3 separate regions of the Mus musculus genome follow, and all the other regions are linked to region 2. A link is a contact called in public HiChIP or PLAC-seq and Micro-C data. All regions are on one chromosome and are shown on one strand. Each heading gives the region's core, a stretch centred on a gene start, on an enhancer-like site or on the middle of the called end of the contact. The rest is flanking DNA. Distances are from core to core; before and after follow the strand shown.

What was found. Hi-C and Micro-C count contacts between places; a contact is called where the count stands out from the background. HiChIP or PLAC-seq counts read pairs in DNA pulled down with a chosen protein or histone mark.
Region 1: an H3K4me3 HiChIP or PLAC-seq map of embryonic hindbrain shows a contact between it and region 2, with 2.9 times the contacts expected there. The contact joins the enhancer-like site here to the promoter of Aatf in region 2. A contact is called at or near these places in 7 of 39 promoter capture datasets (the 3T3-L1 cell line, frontonasal cranial neural crest, hippocampal neurons and 3 more), 3 of 15 datasets of contacts at CTCF or cohesin (CD8 T cells, pro-B cells and stem cell-derived epiblast-like cells), 23 of 484 Hi-C or Micro-C datasets (the G1E-ER4 cell line, the N1E-115 cell line, Th1 cells and 8 more), 11 of 115 datasets of contacts at active chromatin or transcription factors (the SCID.adh cell line, differentiating embryonic stem cells, embryonic forebrain and 6 more) and 3 of 9 other capture datasets (adipose tissue, liver and pancreatic islet).
Region 3: a contact with region 2 is called in a Micro-C map of the G1E-ER4 cell line, with 3 times the contacts expected there. The contact joins the enhancer-like site here to the promoter of Aatf in region 2. A contact is called at or near these places in 1 of 39 promoter capture datasets (stem cell-derived epiblast-like cells), 3 of 484 Hi-C or Micro-C datasets (all in the G1E-ER4 cell line), 4 of 115 datasets of contacts at active chromatin or transcription factors (embryonic forebrain and embryonic stem cells) and 2 of 9 other capture datasets (adipose tissue and pancreatic islet).

What each region holds. Positions count from the first base shown.
Region 1 is chr11:84,433,298-84,437,765 of GRCm38.p6, forward strand. The region is part of intron 12 of Aatf (apoptosis antagonizing transcription factor); the gene reads right to left. Among named protein-coding and RNA genes, the nearest start is that of Aatf, 78 kb to the right of the region's middle. Within about 2 kb of position 1,799, at least 3 of the 459 cell types and tissues checked have an H3K27ac peak or open chromatin away from gene starts, as enhancers often do.
Region 2 is chr11:84,510,684-84,515,494 of GRCm38.p6, forward strand. Aatf (apoptosis antagonizing transcription factor) reads right to left here and starts at 2,818. Exons shown (of 13, transcript NM_019816.1): 1 at 2,609-2,818; 2 at 1,458-1,646; 3 at 800-895. The coding sequence starts at 2,699.
Region 3 is chr11:84,609,039-84,613,406 of GRCm38.p6, forward strand. No RefSeq gene overlaps it. Among named protein-coding and RNA genes, the nearest start is that of Lhx1os, 86 kb to the left of the region's middle. Within about 2 kb of position 2,678, at least 13 of the 459 cell types and tissues checked have an H3K27ac peak or open chromatin away from gene starts, as enhancers often do. A contact at or near this core is called in the G1E-ER4 cell line, where this site is marked.

The DNA of each region.
Region 1 (4,468 bases), core at 549-3,048, 78 kb before region 2:
GCAGCCACAAAGCCAGACTTTGAAAGAAGATGCACTTCTATCACCCCCTCCTACTTGGAACCAAACTTCAATTTGACGGTTCAAATTCTCTAGTGTGAGAGGCCAACAGCCCCAAATAGGAAAAACAAAGACACAACAGTAATGTTTTATTTTCAACCCAGGTTTGAGTCTGGACCAAGTCTTAGGCTTGAACTTGAGAGTGTTCTACTATTCCCTCTGCTGTTACTTAAGGAAAGCCTGGATCTCCTGTCTGTGCTGGGCGACATCTTTAACGATGATCTGTGGGGTCCTTTCCTCTCAGCACTGCCAGGGGAGGTCAGGCACATGGCAACACTCTCCCGAGTATCAACAAGTGAATTATAAACTATGTCAATCCGAGTTAATGCAAAGCTGTAATCCTCTTTAACAGAGATCAAATCACTGCCGTGAGTTATGTTTGCTCTGCAATCTGATAAGGAAGAGAAGGAGCGGCTAATAAAAGAGTAATGGGAACCCTTAATGACGCTGGTAAAGGCAGCACCAGTTAGAGCGGGGCTCGTGTTCTGCTGATTAGATCAGTGTTGCATATCTGCCTGGACTTGTTTCACCTGTCAGAATAACCTGTGTCTTCTTAGGAGATAAGAAGCCTCAGAGAAAACATCTGCATTTTAACCATTCGTGCCTAAAGTTCTTACCCAACAGAAAATTCTGTAAGGACAGTGTTTCCTGAGGTCACAGCAGATGAGCTCTCTCAATGCTGTGAAGCTACAGCACAATCTCTCATCAAGACCAGTGCCCAATTCCATTGAATAAAGCAGCACCGTAGGGCAGGAGAGCTTTAAGAAAGCATGTGGGGTGGGGATGGGGCAGGGGGTGGCTATGGGCTGGGGGCAGGGCTTCGATTAGGAGAGAGGGGAACATGCCTGCACACAGAATGTAGGCTGCATACCATACACAAAAATGGCAAGCAGAAGACAAATTGCCTGTAGGAATTCTATTATACCAAGGCACCTCAGGAGCAACATGGCTGCGATGTTGACAAAGCACTTTACAAGATGGGCTTACATTTGCACATTTCTTAAACTCCAGATGTAAGACAATAATACGTTCAGCACACAACACTCATCATCGAAGGGTCCCCGCCTTCTGTTTCATGCCAGCAGCTTTATACATGTACAAAAGATGAGGTTTTATTCTGGAGGAGAGGTTGAGGCTGCTATTCCTACTAAGAATTTCTTGGGATTTTTTTTTTGTTTTGTTTTTGTAAAGGAACCAAATAATTCTAAATGTTAATGTTGCCATCATGTTTGTAATAAAAGTAAGTTACACAGAAAACTGCAATAACCTGCACTTAGAGTGTCAGTGCCATAGTCAACCTGGAGGGAGAATCCTCCTAGAAGTGGCAGCAAACACAGCCATGTCACTTTTCTCAGGCCTGTACCAGCTGACTGTCATTGTTGAGAGCCTGTCCTTGCCAAGAGCAGAAACCAGAGTTAGTGAAGTTTCGCCATGGGCCCCTTCTCAGCATGTCCCCGGGGCTTGCAATGTTCTTCCTGAAGGCACCACACATTGCAAGACTTCACAACTCTAAAGTCTGCCTCCAAAGGCCTAGCTAGCATAGACAGCAAAAGGCAGCGGAAGGTTATGGAAGCTTACTGACGACAGTAAACTCTCTGTGGTCGGCACTCACATCAGGTGAGGGAAACTGTACTCAAAGTCCATGACCAGTTTAGAAAGACCTCTGCCTCTAAGTCAGAGGGGAAGCCAGGACTGACACAGAGTGGCAGCCCACGCCTGCTTTCCTCATCCCCCCCACCCCCCTGCTGGCTGTCTCCAGCATTGCTCTGGAAGAGTGTGGAGAAGTGGTACTTGCTTTCAGGTTCATGGTAAGCCTTGTGCAAAGGCACACAGATTCTTTCAATTCAGAAAAATACGCCAGACACTCGTGTCTCCCTCAGAGTTGGAGACACACCTCCTGGACATAGGACATGCCAGGGTCACCTAAAACTTTCACTAACAAAAGTGTCCCAAAAGCACTTAAACCAGGACCCAAGTGAAACTCTCCCACAGGAGAACTCAGCTGGGCTACTTTGCATTTAAAAAGGGTTTTTAAATAGATCACTTCAAGACAAAAATTCCTAGTGTGAGAAAAGAATTTGTATCAGTAAAAATTAACTAACTAAAGAATACTCCACAGGGGACAAGATGGGGATGCGGTAACCCGCATAGTGTGGGTTAACATTCTGTTTGAAGCTCTGCTCTTTCTCTTTAACGAGTACATTCCCGTTTCAGTCCACTCCAACCAATCCAAATCTATTGACCTCAGACTGGACAGGGACAAGGGAGAGTCAGGGATGGGCACTCAGAGCCCCACCCGGGCAGAATCGAATGTAGGCCTATTGGCGAACAGTAACCTGGAGCCAGGGACACCTGCAGAGAGATGAAGGCACCACAGACCTGGTCAGCTCACCACTGTTGGGGAGCAGCCTCTGGGAACAAAACAGCAAGAGCACAGGAGTTCCTGACAGCACAGTTAGGGAGGAGAGCCTCAAAGAAGCAGCTGGGTCCACAAAGTCAGCGTAGGGCAGAAATCACCAGGAGAGACCGCCTTTCACCTGACAACCTGCAACAGAGGAATGGATAGCAGACCCTTCCCTATGCTGCCATAGTTCACATAATGATTTCAAAAATGAAAATGTTGTTGATATAAAGCAATAAGTTACTGTAGAAAATTCAAGTACTACAGACACAATATAGTAAAAGAATCTTTTACTTCACCCCACTCCCCAGCAATAAATCAAAGTCTGCTTCTTAGCTCCTAATGAGGGGCAGATGAGTTCTCTCATGGAATAGGCTAGCCCAGAGGCAGGCAAGAAAACTACAGTGCTTGGCTTCTTCACTGCCTGTTGTCCCATCTGTCCCTTACCCACTGGCAGCCACTGAGCAGACCCTCTCATACAGTGACACACTGTGGTACAGACACACAAGGATACCATATGCCTGCTTAATGTTCACAACTTAAATTTTAATGCATTCATTTCATTTTATGTGTGTTTTGCCTGCATGTATATATGTACATTATATGAAAGTTCACACTGCATGCCTGGTACCTATGGAGTTCAGAGAGGACACTGGATTTCCTGGAAATAGTTACAAATGGTTGCGACCAGAATGTAGGTGGTGGGAGCGGAACCTGGGTCCTGTACAAGAGCAACAAGTGTTCTTAACTGCTAAGCCATCTCTCCAGCCCCTTACTTTCTATTTTAGATTATAATGAGTACTACAGGCAAGATTTCTCTCATCAGTTAACAGATTATCCTGGAGATCTTTGCATGGCAGTACAACTATTTTGGTCTTTTTTTCCCCTTACTTTATACACGTTAGGTAGCACCAACATGAAAATCTGAAACCTGTACCTTGCTCTGTTGTCCCAGTGCTGGGAACTGAACCTTCAAGGATGCCAGGCTCGGCATATACCACTTGTGATGGTTTGTATATCCTCGGCATATACCACTTGTGATGGTTTGTATATCCTTGGACCAGGGAGTGGCACCATCTGAAGGTGTGGCCTTGTTGGAATAGGTGTGACCTGGTTGGAATGGGTGTGTCACTGTGGGTGTGGGTATAAGATCTCACCCTAGTTGCCTGGAATCAGCTTCCACTAGCAGCCTTTGGATGAAGACATAGAACTCTCAGCTCCTCCTGTGCCATGCCTGTCTGGATACTGCCATGCTCTCACCTTGATGATAATGGACTGAACCTCTGAACCTGTAAGCCAGCCCCAATTAAATGTTGTTTTTTACAAGACCTGCCTTGGTCATGGTGTCTGTTCACAGCAGTAAAACCTTAACTAAGACACCACTACAACGGAACCCAGCCCCTGAAAGCTGAAACTTCTGAGTACCAACATGCTGATTAAATAGCCACGTGGCACCTTTCTGATTTCAGATTTTTCTCATTCTGGAAGCAACTGACAAAGTCTATGCAAACATTGCCAAGCCTGAAAAACTCCCAAAATCTTCTGGTTCTGAACATTTTGATTAATGGAGACCCAACTTGTTTATTTTATCAACACTACAGTGTGGAGTGTTTAGTAGGCTCTTTTCCACTGATGTTTGTTACACAACTCTGCTTCTTTCTCAACAGTTGCTCATAATTTCATCAAAACAATTTTATCTAACCAGTCCCTTATGTATAGTTATTTGTATTATTTGTTTTTCAAGATTATAAACAGTATTACAATAGAGATCCTAGAACCAAAGCTCCTTTTTACACACACACACACACACACACACACACACACACACACACACACACATTAACCAGTAAGTGTTCAAAAGGATTTGCTAGCCACACACTGTACATGAGAGTTCACTGCACACCCTCAGCACAGCACAGGCTGAAAGGCCTTCTGTCTCGGGTCCAAGCCCTCCTGATTACTGGGCCCTGAGGAAGCCGCCGCTCCTTTACTGAGCACAGCACCATCAGA
Region 2 (4,811 bases), core at 1,568-4,067:
TACATATCATAACCTGAATGACAGATCCTTGGATATTATCAGTAGATTCTCAACATAGCTCCACTGACCTCCCTAAAACAAATTGCATCCTCTCGATATCCATATCTAGAGACTTCTTCCACCTTGAGAAATGTACTACTGCTTAAAACTATAAGCTAGGGGGCTGGAGAGATGGCTCAGCGGTTAAGAACACTGACTGCTCTTCTGAAGGTCATGAGTTCAATTCCCAGCAACCATATGGTGGCTCACAACCATCCGTAACAAGATCTGGCGCCTTTTCTGGAGTGTCTGAGGACAGCTACAGTGTACTTACATATAATAAATAAATAAATCTTAAAAAAAAAAAAAAGTCACACTGTTTAAAAAAAAAAAAAAAAAAAAAACTATAAGCTAATTCTTTCTCGGGAAAGATTGGAAGCATTATGTTATCATTTACAATGACAAAAGGCCAGTTTCACGAGTAACTAATACACAGGAAATCAATAAAAGACCTGAAAAACAAAAAGAGTCAAAATATAAAACGCACCATGGGCATGTGAACTTTTTTAACCACACAGCTCTGTCAATACCCATTATGCTCTGCCCAGTTTCCCCCTCATTTCAGGGTGAGCCACTAACCTGAACTTGGTAACCTCGAGTGTTAGGTTTCTGTTTGTCTGTTTGTTTTTTAAGACAGGGTCTCAGGTGTAGCACATGCTAGTGCAGAACTTACTGTGTAGCTCAGGCTGGCCTTGAACTCCTGATTCCCCTGCTTCAGTCTCTCCTAATTCTGAGATAAAAGAACTATCCTCGCCCTCACCTTCTAAGTCTTCGTCAACATCTTCTGAGATCTCCTCCAGGCCCAGGCCCTCTGAATCCCCATCTTCAGATCCTCCCTCATCAGATGCTTCGTTATCTAAATTATAAGGGGAAAAAAGGGGAAAGGAGTTACCTAGAGAAAAATACCAGGCCACATCTTTCATTCCAGTTAATCTGTGGGAGCTTATATGACAGAACAAACATGTTATTGTGCTCTATTCAACTGCACGAACTCACTACGTTTCTATCATCTCTAAAACGCTAACAGGAAACAAAGCCTAACTGGGCTTTAGCATCCTTTTTTTTTTTAAAGAATTATTTATTTATTTTATGTTTATGTAGCTGTCTCCACACACACCGGAATAGGGCATCGGATCCCATTACAGATGGTTATGAGCCACCATGTGGTTGCTGGGAATCAAACTCAGGACCTCTGGAAGAGCAGTCAGTGCTCTTAACCACGGAGCCATCTCTCCAGCCCTTTAGCATCCTTTTTAAAGTAACATGCTGACCTCTAAGGCCCTTCCAAGTACCAATTCAATGGTCTCTCCTAAATTAAGTGGAGACCCACAGACTTCCAGAAAGAATCCAGAAACAAAACAGTTTAACCATACAGAACTAAGCCAAGAGAAGAGTTTGGGGTGAAAATGTCTACTCACCAGATGAACTTGGCAGAGCCTGCTCCCAATGGTCTTCTTTCCAAGCTTTCCTAGAAGTGGTCTTGCCAGAATACCTTTTGTCGGTGTCCAAGAGGGAGACTGGTGCCAACTTTCTAATGCTACTCACTGCCAGATCATCTTTCTCCTCTTCCCCTTCATCAAACCTGTCAATCACTCTGGCTCTAGTGGCTGTTGGGGAGGGAGAAAAATAGAATCTTAGGTTAGAAAAATACTTTAACAGGAACCCACTTAAGCCATTTCAACCCCACACCCCACCTTCCTGTACTAGGTGAGTACTCTTAGTACTGGGCTCCACCCCAGCCCTTGATTCATTGTGTCCTCTATAACATAACATAACTAACTTACAGGAATAGGGAGTTGACTTCTGGTTTCTAAGGAGACTGCTGTCATATTGCTATCTATTTCTAAACAGAGAGCTAACTCCCTGCAACTACTAGGAGACATGTTTTTATGCCTTGGAACTTATAAATCTAGGAACGTATAAATCTGATTCTTCCTTGCTTTTCCATGGTGTTTTTTATTGTTTTTCTTTTTCAGAGGTTCTGAAAATTAAATCCAGTGCATCAAGTGTTATCGGCTACATGCCCAGGGTCCTTAATTCTTCCTCAATATGTGACAGTCATTGGGTGCTATAGACACTCATGACACCCCTCCAGTTGTCTTTCTCACACCTCCCTGACCCAAGTCTAAAGCACAATTACTCCCAGCCGGTCTCAGAACAGGTTTATGAAGAATCAGTCTGTCATCAGAATGTGGACAAATGGCTTAAGGCCTAAATAAACATGGCTAAACAGCATCGGGTAATCATTTTCATTCTCATGAAGATTTTAGAAGCAGTCAGTTTCAAACACACAAAAACCTGAAACTCATCAGGCTTCTTTCTCCTTTCGAAGGTAATACCAAGAAAAGTGGCATCCTAAACTGCTGCCAGCCGGCTGCCTGCAACTCCCCGCCAGGGTCCTGATGTCCCGCCCACCCCCAGAGTCTAGAATGCTGGATTACTGCTCACGCCACCCTCCCAAGAGACAATTTTCCCCCAGCGAAAAGGGAAGGCGAGCAGGTCCAAGCACCAGCGGCCCTTGAAGTCGGAGCCACTGCTCTGCACGTGGTTAGCCCCAGTCAGGCCTCACCCTCCTCCGGGTCGGCCTCAGGATCCGCCTCACGCGGTCTCGGATTCAGCAACTGTTCCAGCTGCAGAGCCAAGGGCTGCGGCGCCGCCATGGTCACCAGGTCACTGCCGGCGCTGCGCTCGTGAACCTGCACTGCAGCCCGAGCCCCCCGGCCCGACACTCGCAGCAGTGGCGCTACGGCCCAGACTCTACTTGGCAACTCAAGGCGGAGACCTCGCGGAGGCGGCGTTTAGAATCCCAGTAGGCAACTTCCGGGAGGCGCGCGCGCGCCGGAGGGGCGGGGCGTCGCGTCACCACTGGGCTGCTAAGCTGAGACGCAGGCGCCCGAAACCGTGGCAGGGTTGCGAGCCGCCCGAACGCGCGTGCGCCGGAGGCCCCTCGGACGCGCGGCGCGGGAGCGCGCCGGAGCACGTGACCGCTTGGAGCGAGAAAGGTTGATTGTGCTCTGAGCTGCCAGGGTCCCCTAAGCACGAAATAACGCCTCGAGCTTTGTGCGAGCTTGGTTTAGGAATTAAGCGTAAAGTAGCTGTGGCTGCTGGTGGCTGGCTGGTTTGTGAAAGGGAGTGAAGGATAAGCCTCTCAAACCTCAGGTACACACTCGAGCAAGCACAGACCCGGGACTCAAAACGGGGCTTTTCTCAGGGTAGAGGAGCCTGCGGCCAGGCACACAGCTTCGGGCCAGGATCTGAGAGGCCTGCGTGTGTTAAGTGTGCGGCGAGGTGCGATCTTTATTGATAGAAATAATTAGGAATCGCGATGGTTGTACCACAAATCAAGATTGTTTCTGTAGCTTCTTGTACCCTCTTGCCTGGGCAATCACAGGGAGGGGCAGGGGGGTAGAATTACTCTACTACAGAAGCGTTGATATTAACAGCTTTTCTGTTCAAAGATGGAGTGACTCAGTCAGACCCCCGAAACTAGTGAAGATGGGAGAAGAGAAACCCTTCACTCAGTTCTGGTATTAGATGGCCAGACTCAAAATACACAAAGACCTTAATGTGATAAATGTAATTGCACCCAGGCCCATGAAGCTATGCCATCACTTTGCATTCGTTTTTCTTTTCATGGAGCATCCCTTGACGCCCACTACTGTGGCAAGCACTGCTAGATGAAATATAGGATGTGTAAGTTAGACTCTCTCTCCACACAGTGACCAGTCTAGAAGGGCAGGAAACATGAACTGCACCGAGGAATGACAAATTTGAGTGTAAAGTGGTCTGTCTATACTGATCTGTTGGAGGTCTTCCTCCATGGAGACCTAGAATCTACTATAACAGGAAAGCTGCCTCAGAAGAATCCAGAAAAAAAAAAAAAAGAAAAAACGACTTGAATAATAGACACTGTGTCCATGCCTGTTTGTATGTTAAGACAGTCTCTTGCCTCCTACACATCATGTAATTGAAGATGACCCTGAATTTCTTGACCCTCCTGTCTCCACTGGGATTAGAGACATGTGCCTGCCACTACACCCTGTTTATTTAGAGCTAGGGGCTGAACCCAGAGTGTTCTGTACACTAAGCAGGAGCTCTTCCAGTTCTAAGTCCCCAGGCCAGTGCCATTTTTTAAGTATACTCCAGGCCAGCTGGATCCCAAAGCCAGCAACGTAGGCAACTGGTAGCTCCCCAGTAGAATCCACTGGAAGACAATTCAGACACCCTCAGATTCAGGTAGATTTCCGAATTTAAGAAATTTAAGAGATTTCTACTTTCTTGTGGCATGTCTCATGTTCCTGTCCTAACTGGTCCTTGAGTGAAGATGACCAAGCCTAGACAATAGAAAAAAAAAAAGCAACTGTTTTAGGGTAAAGCCTTTCAGACGTGGAGAGCCAAAGAATGTCAGACTAGGCGAAGACTCAGGCGAAGAAAATTGCTGTATGGCTGAGAGTAGTTTAGAGAGCTTGTTCTTTAAGGTCCTCTCCGCTGCGCTTGCAGTCGAGTCTGTGTTAGAGCCTCCATAGCAAAACATGTTCTCTATGAGGTGCAGTAGCCTTGGGCACAGAGAACAAAAATGTTCTCCTACCCCACACTTAGTAAATTCTATTCTCCTAGATCCTCCTCCCTCATTATTTCAGGTGCTTAGAAACCTGCCCTTTAAGGTGAGGAGAACAGGGTGGAAAGAGAAAAGGAAGCAGGGCAGAGCCCACCTTGAAGCTGTTGTGCATACAGGACACTGTTGGCCTGTGTGAGGCAGATCTGAGCAAACA
Region 3 (4,368 bases), core at 1,428-3,927, 98 kb after region 2:
TTTTGAGAGAAGACCTCATTTTGTATCCAAGGCTGTCCTCAAATTCACCATCCTTCTGCTTCTGCCTCCCGAGCGTTGGGGTTACAGGCATGAGCCTCTATGCCTGGCTGCCTGGGAGCTTTATTCAGAGGTGGCCTAGATGCCTGGAGCATGGGGCACATAGATCTTTCATGGCTGTGTTTCATCAGTTCTGGGCCTCCTGGTTCTGCGTATGTTAGAATTCACACTCCCAGGCGGGGAGAGAGGTTGCTAAGCGGTTAGAGCTCTTGATGTGCAAATATTAGGACCAGAATTCAGATCCCCAGAAATCTACATAAGTTCCGGGTGAGCATAGAAGCCTTCCTGTAGTTCCAGTTCCAGAAGACGAATATAGGGAGGCCTGGAAGTCATTCATGCCTAGTACTGTGAGTAGCACAAGTCAGGATTGACCAGGGACTATTATGTTGGACCTGAGACTTTAAAATTCAGTAAAGTCTCCTGAGGAAGAGCGGCGAGTGGAAAAGCATCTTAGATGAAGGGGACAGCATATGCTTAATATGACAAAGCAAAGAGGAGAAACTCAGGGATGTGGAATGAGTTGGGAACAGGCAAAATAGCTGGGGCCGGGTCACCGAGGGCCTTGCAGGCCAAAATGAGAAGTTAAAAACTTATTCTAAACACACAAACAAATAAAATAAAGATTGTTAAATTACTTCTGGCTGGGAGGAAAGGCTTTGAATATGTAGGAGGAGGACTGGGTACAGAGGGCTGAACTCAAAGACCTAATTCTCCTAAGTTTTGAGGCTTATAAGGACAACAACTGGGGTGGTGTTGGGTATAGAGCAGGGTCTGATAACTCTCTTGGGTTCCTGGGGGTCCTGGCAGATGAGTACAAGGTCATCCCAAATCCCTTCAGGACCTTTGGCCAGCTAGGCAAACGCAACAGCCTTTTGCTTTGCCCCACTATCCTTCCTATAGAAGAGACTGGGGAGTGGGAGTAGGGTAGGGTCGTAACCCCTGCCCCTCATTCCCTCTGACACCTCTAGGGAACTGGGTCAGGGCCTGGCACCCAGTGAGTATAACTGATGCCACAAATCAAAGAGGTCAGGATAGATGGCCTCCATGGCCCTTCACAAGGTGGATGGATGGGGAATGGAGGGACCAGGAGCTGGGGCCAGTGGAAAGGTGGAGGAGGGGTAGTGGTGTGCGCCTAGCTCAGTCCTAAGGGGTCATGGGAAGGGGGGAAGGGCAAGGAAGAAGAACCTAGGGATGGGGAGGAGAAAAGCAGAGCAGGGGAAAAAACAGATATAGGGAGAAAGAAGAAGACAGGAGGAGGAGGAGGAAGAGGAGAGGGAGGAGAAACAGCAGGGGTGATAGAGAAGGAGAAAGGGAAAAGTAAAGAGGAAAAGAAAGGAGAAGAAAGGAATAAAGAGAAGAGACAGGAAGGAGGAGGCGAAGAGAGAAATAAAAGAAGAAAGTAAATACAAAGCCGAGGATGAGGTGCGCATCTGTAGTACCAGCACCTAGAGACGGAGGCAGGAGGATTGCTTTGAGTTGGAGGTCAGCCAGGGCTACAGTGTGTGACCTGTCGGGGTGTGGGAAGAGGAAAGAGCTCGAGACCTGGAGGAAGGAGAGAAGGGTGAGGAGAATGAGTGCAGGCCAGGGACTAAAGCAGGGAGAAGCTGAAGAAACGGAGAGTAAAGAGAAGAGAGTGGATCAGGGAATGAAGTGAGCAGAAGAGAAAGGAGAAAGAGGAAAAGCAGGAGGAAGAGGAAGGAGAGAAGGGGGAGGGAGAGAAGAGAAGGCAGAAGGGAGGAGCCAGAGCTGTGGCACCTCCTGAGTCCCGGGAGCTGCAGTGGGCACCAGGCTGGCAGGAGGCCTGGCAGGCAGGCGGGCACCATAAAGCCAAGCACAGTGGGCTGCTATGAAGATCTATTGGGCCCCGCAGTACCATTGTCTTCAGAAGGAATTAAAAACAAATTGCTGAGGGCCAGCACATAATTTAAAGACTCACGGCAATTTTATGACTTGCTAATGTTCCTAATTACATGCCCGTGAAAGGCTTAATTAATTGGGGGATGTAGCAAAAAGTAGAGCCTGTGTTTGTTATCATGGTTCCAGTGCATTGATTTTAGTGCCTATGGAGAATTTAGGGCCTCTTTATTTGCACAAAGAAAATGCAAGTCTCTCGAAAAAATGCACATTAAGATCAACCCCTCACTGCTATCTAATATACTTTCCTCTACTTAACCAAAGTGCTTGTAATCATATTTTGTAAATGTTGGTGCTGTTAATTGCATTGTGAGGGGAAATGGGTTCCGCTTGGCTGGTTGTGGAGAATTTTATAAAGTTCCTTCCAGGCACCCCATTCCAGGGGACTCTACCCAGGAAACTTGTGGAGATGTTGGGGTGCTCAGACTGGGACACTGATGGATTAAAGTCCCCTGTTCTAGCTGGTCCTTGGCTTATCCCCATTTTTGTTCTGAGACTCCTAGTGGTAAGTTGAGTGTAGCTGGGCCCAGTGGGGTAGGGTGAGGCCAATTTCAAAGGGGAGGGAGGAAGGCTGCACTCAGATGTTCCTCTCACAAGCATTGGAGTTGAAGACTTCCAATTCGGGCTTGGCCACACACTTCCTGTGAGGCCTGTGAGGAGAGACACCTGGTGGCTTCACTGGGCCTGAAACAGATCAAAGGCCTTGGCTGTTCTCCAAAGCTACTTTCTCTTCTTGTCCCTCCTTCGCGGACTGTAGGAGCGATCCCCTTGCAGCTGAGGCTCTTGGTGAGAAATATCCAACCCTTCTCCCCCAAATCTTTTCAAGACTGTCTCCTTCCTTGACTTTCCACAGGATATACACTAGGAGGTGCAGGTAGAGATGGGAACTGTCCTGGTAGATGAGAGAGCAGTTTGCTTCCTTCACTGCTTCCTTCCTCATTCTGTAGCCCAAGCTAGCCTCCAACTTATCTGCCTCTGCCTCCTGAGTGCTAGGATTAAAGATGTGTTACTTGGCTAGGTCTTTTTTAAAAAAACAAAAACAAAAACCAAAAAACGATTGATTGATTAATGTTGGGTTTTCAAAGCAGAGTTTCTCTGTGTAGTTCTGGATGCCCTGGAACTAACTCTGTAGACCAGGCTGGACTTAAACTGAGAGATCCTCCTGAGCGCTGGGACACCTTGTGATTTATTGTAATTTCTGTATCTGAGTGTTTGCCTGTATCTACGGATGTGCACTATTTGTGTGTTTGGTGCCTTCAAAAACCAGAAGAGAGTGTTGGGTCCCTTGAACTGGAGTTATGAATTGTGAACCACCATGTGGGTGCTGGGAATCAAACCCTGGTAATCTGCAAGCGCAGATTACTTACTTAATCATTGAACAAAAGGGATCCTTTGCACATGCAGACTAGGGCCTGGGACTACAGCTCACCATAGAGTGTTTGCCTAATACACAGAAAACCTCGGGTTGGATCCTTAACATTGCATGTAACTGGGAATGAAGATACAAGCCAGAAATCTCAACTTTCAGGAGGTGGAGTCAAGAGAATCAGCAGTTGAAAGACATCCCGGTTACACAGGAAGTTCTGGGCCAATGTAGACTACAAGAGACCTTGTTTCAAAAAAGAGACCTTGTCTCAAAAAACAAAACAAAACAAAACAAAACAAAACAAAACAAAACAAAACAAGAAACAAAAGACAGCCTGGCGTGGTGGCCCACACCTTTAATCCCAGCACTTGGTAGGCAGAGGCAGGCAGATTTCTGAGTTCGAGGCCAGCCTGGTCTACAAAGTGAGTTCCAGGACAGCCAGGGCTTCAGAGAAACCCTGTCTTGAAAAACAAAAACAAACAAACAAAAACAACAACAACAAAAAGAAACAAAAAGCAAAACAAAACAGCACCACAACAACAAAAACAAGAAACTACATACACAGGAAAACACATGCAAATCAGGCTTTATTCTGCTCTTTCTGAAATCCATGCAGGCTTCCCCTAACACTTAGAATAAAAGCCAGACATCACGGGTTCCACAGAACCCCCTTTCCCATCTCTCTGTGGCCCACATTGTACTCGCTGAGTCTTAAAAACCATTTCTCCTTCTGTGGCTCCAGATAAGCTCTTCCTGCCCCAGGCTCATGCACTGCCGTTTCCGCTGTCTGTCTGCCAAACACCTTCCCTCTATTTTACAGGACCAGTTCTCTTTCTACATTCAAGTCTTGCTCAAAAGCCTTTTCCTAGAAAGCTCTTCCGGTGGTGACCATCCAGTGACAAGCACAGTCACCTCCAATCACAAGAATTTCCTCTCTAAGCATGCTAAGCAGACACATTTGCTTTGCTCTGTTTGATCTCAGTCTGGGGCGCTTGGTTTTGCAGACCTTGCTGGTGGCTTGTTTCCTGGCA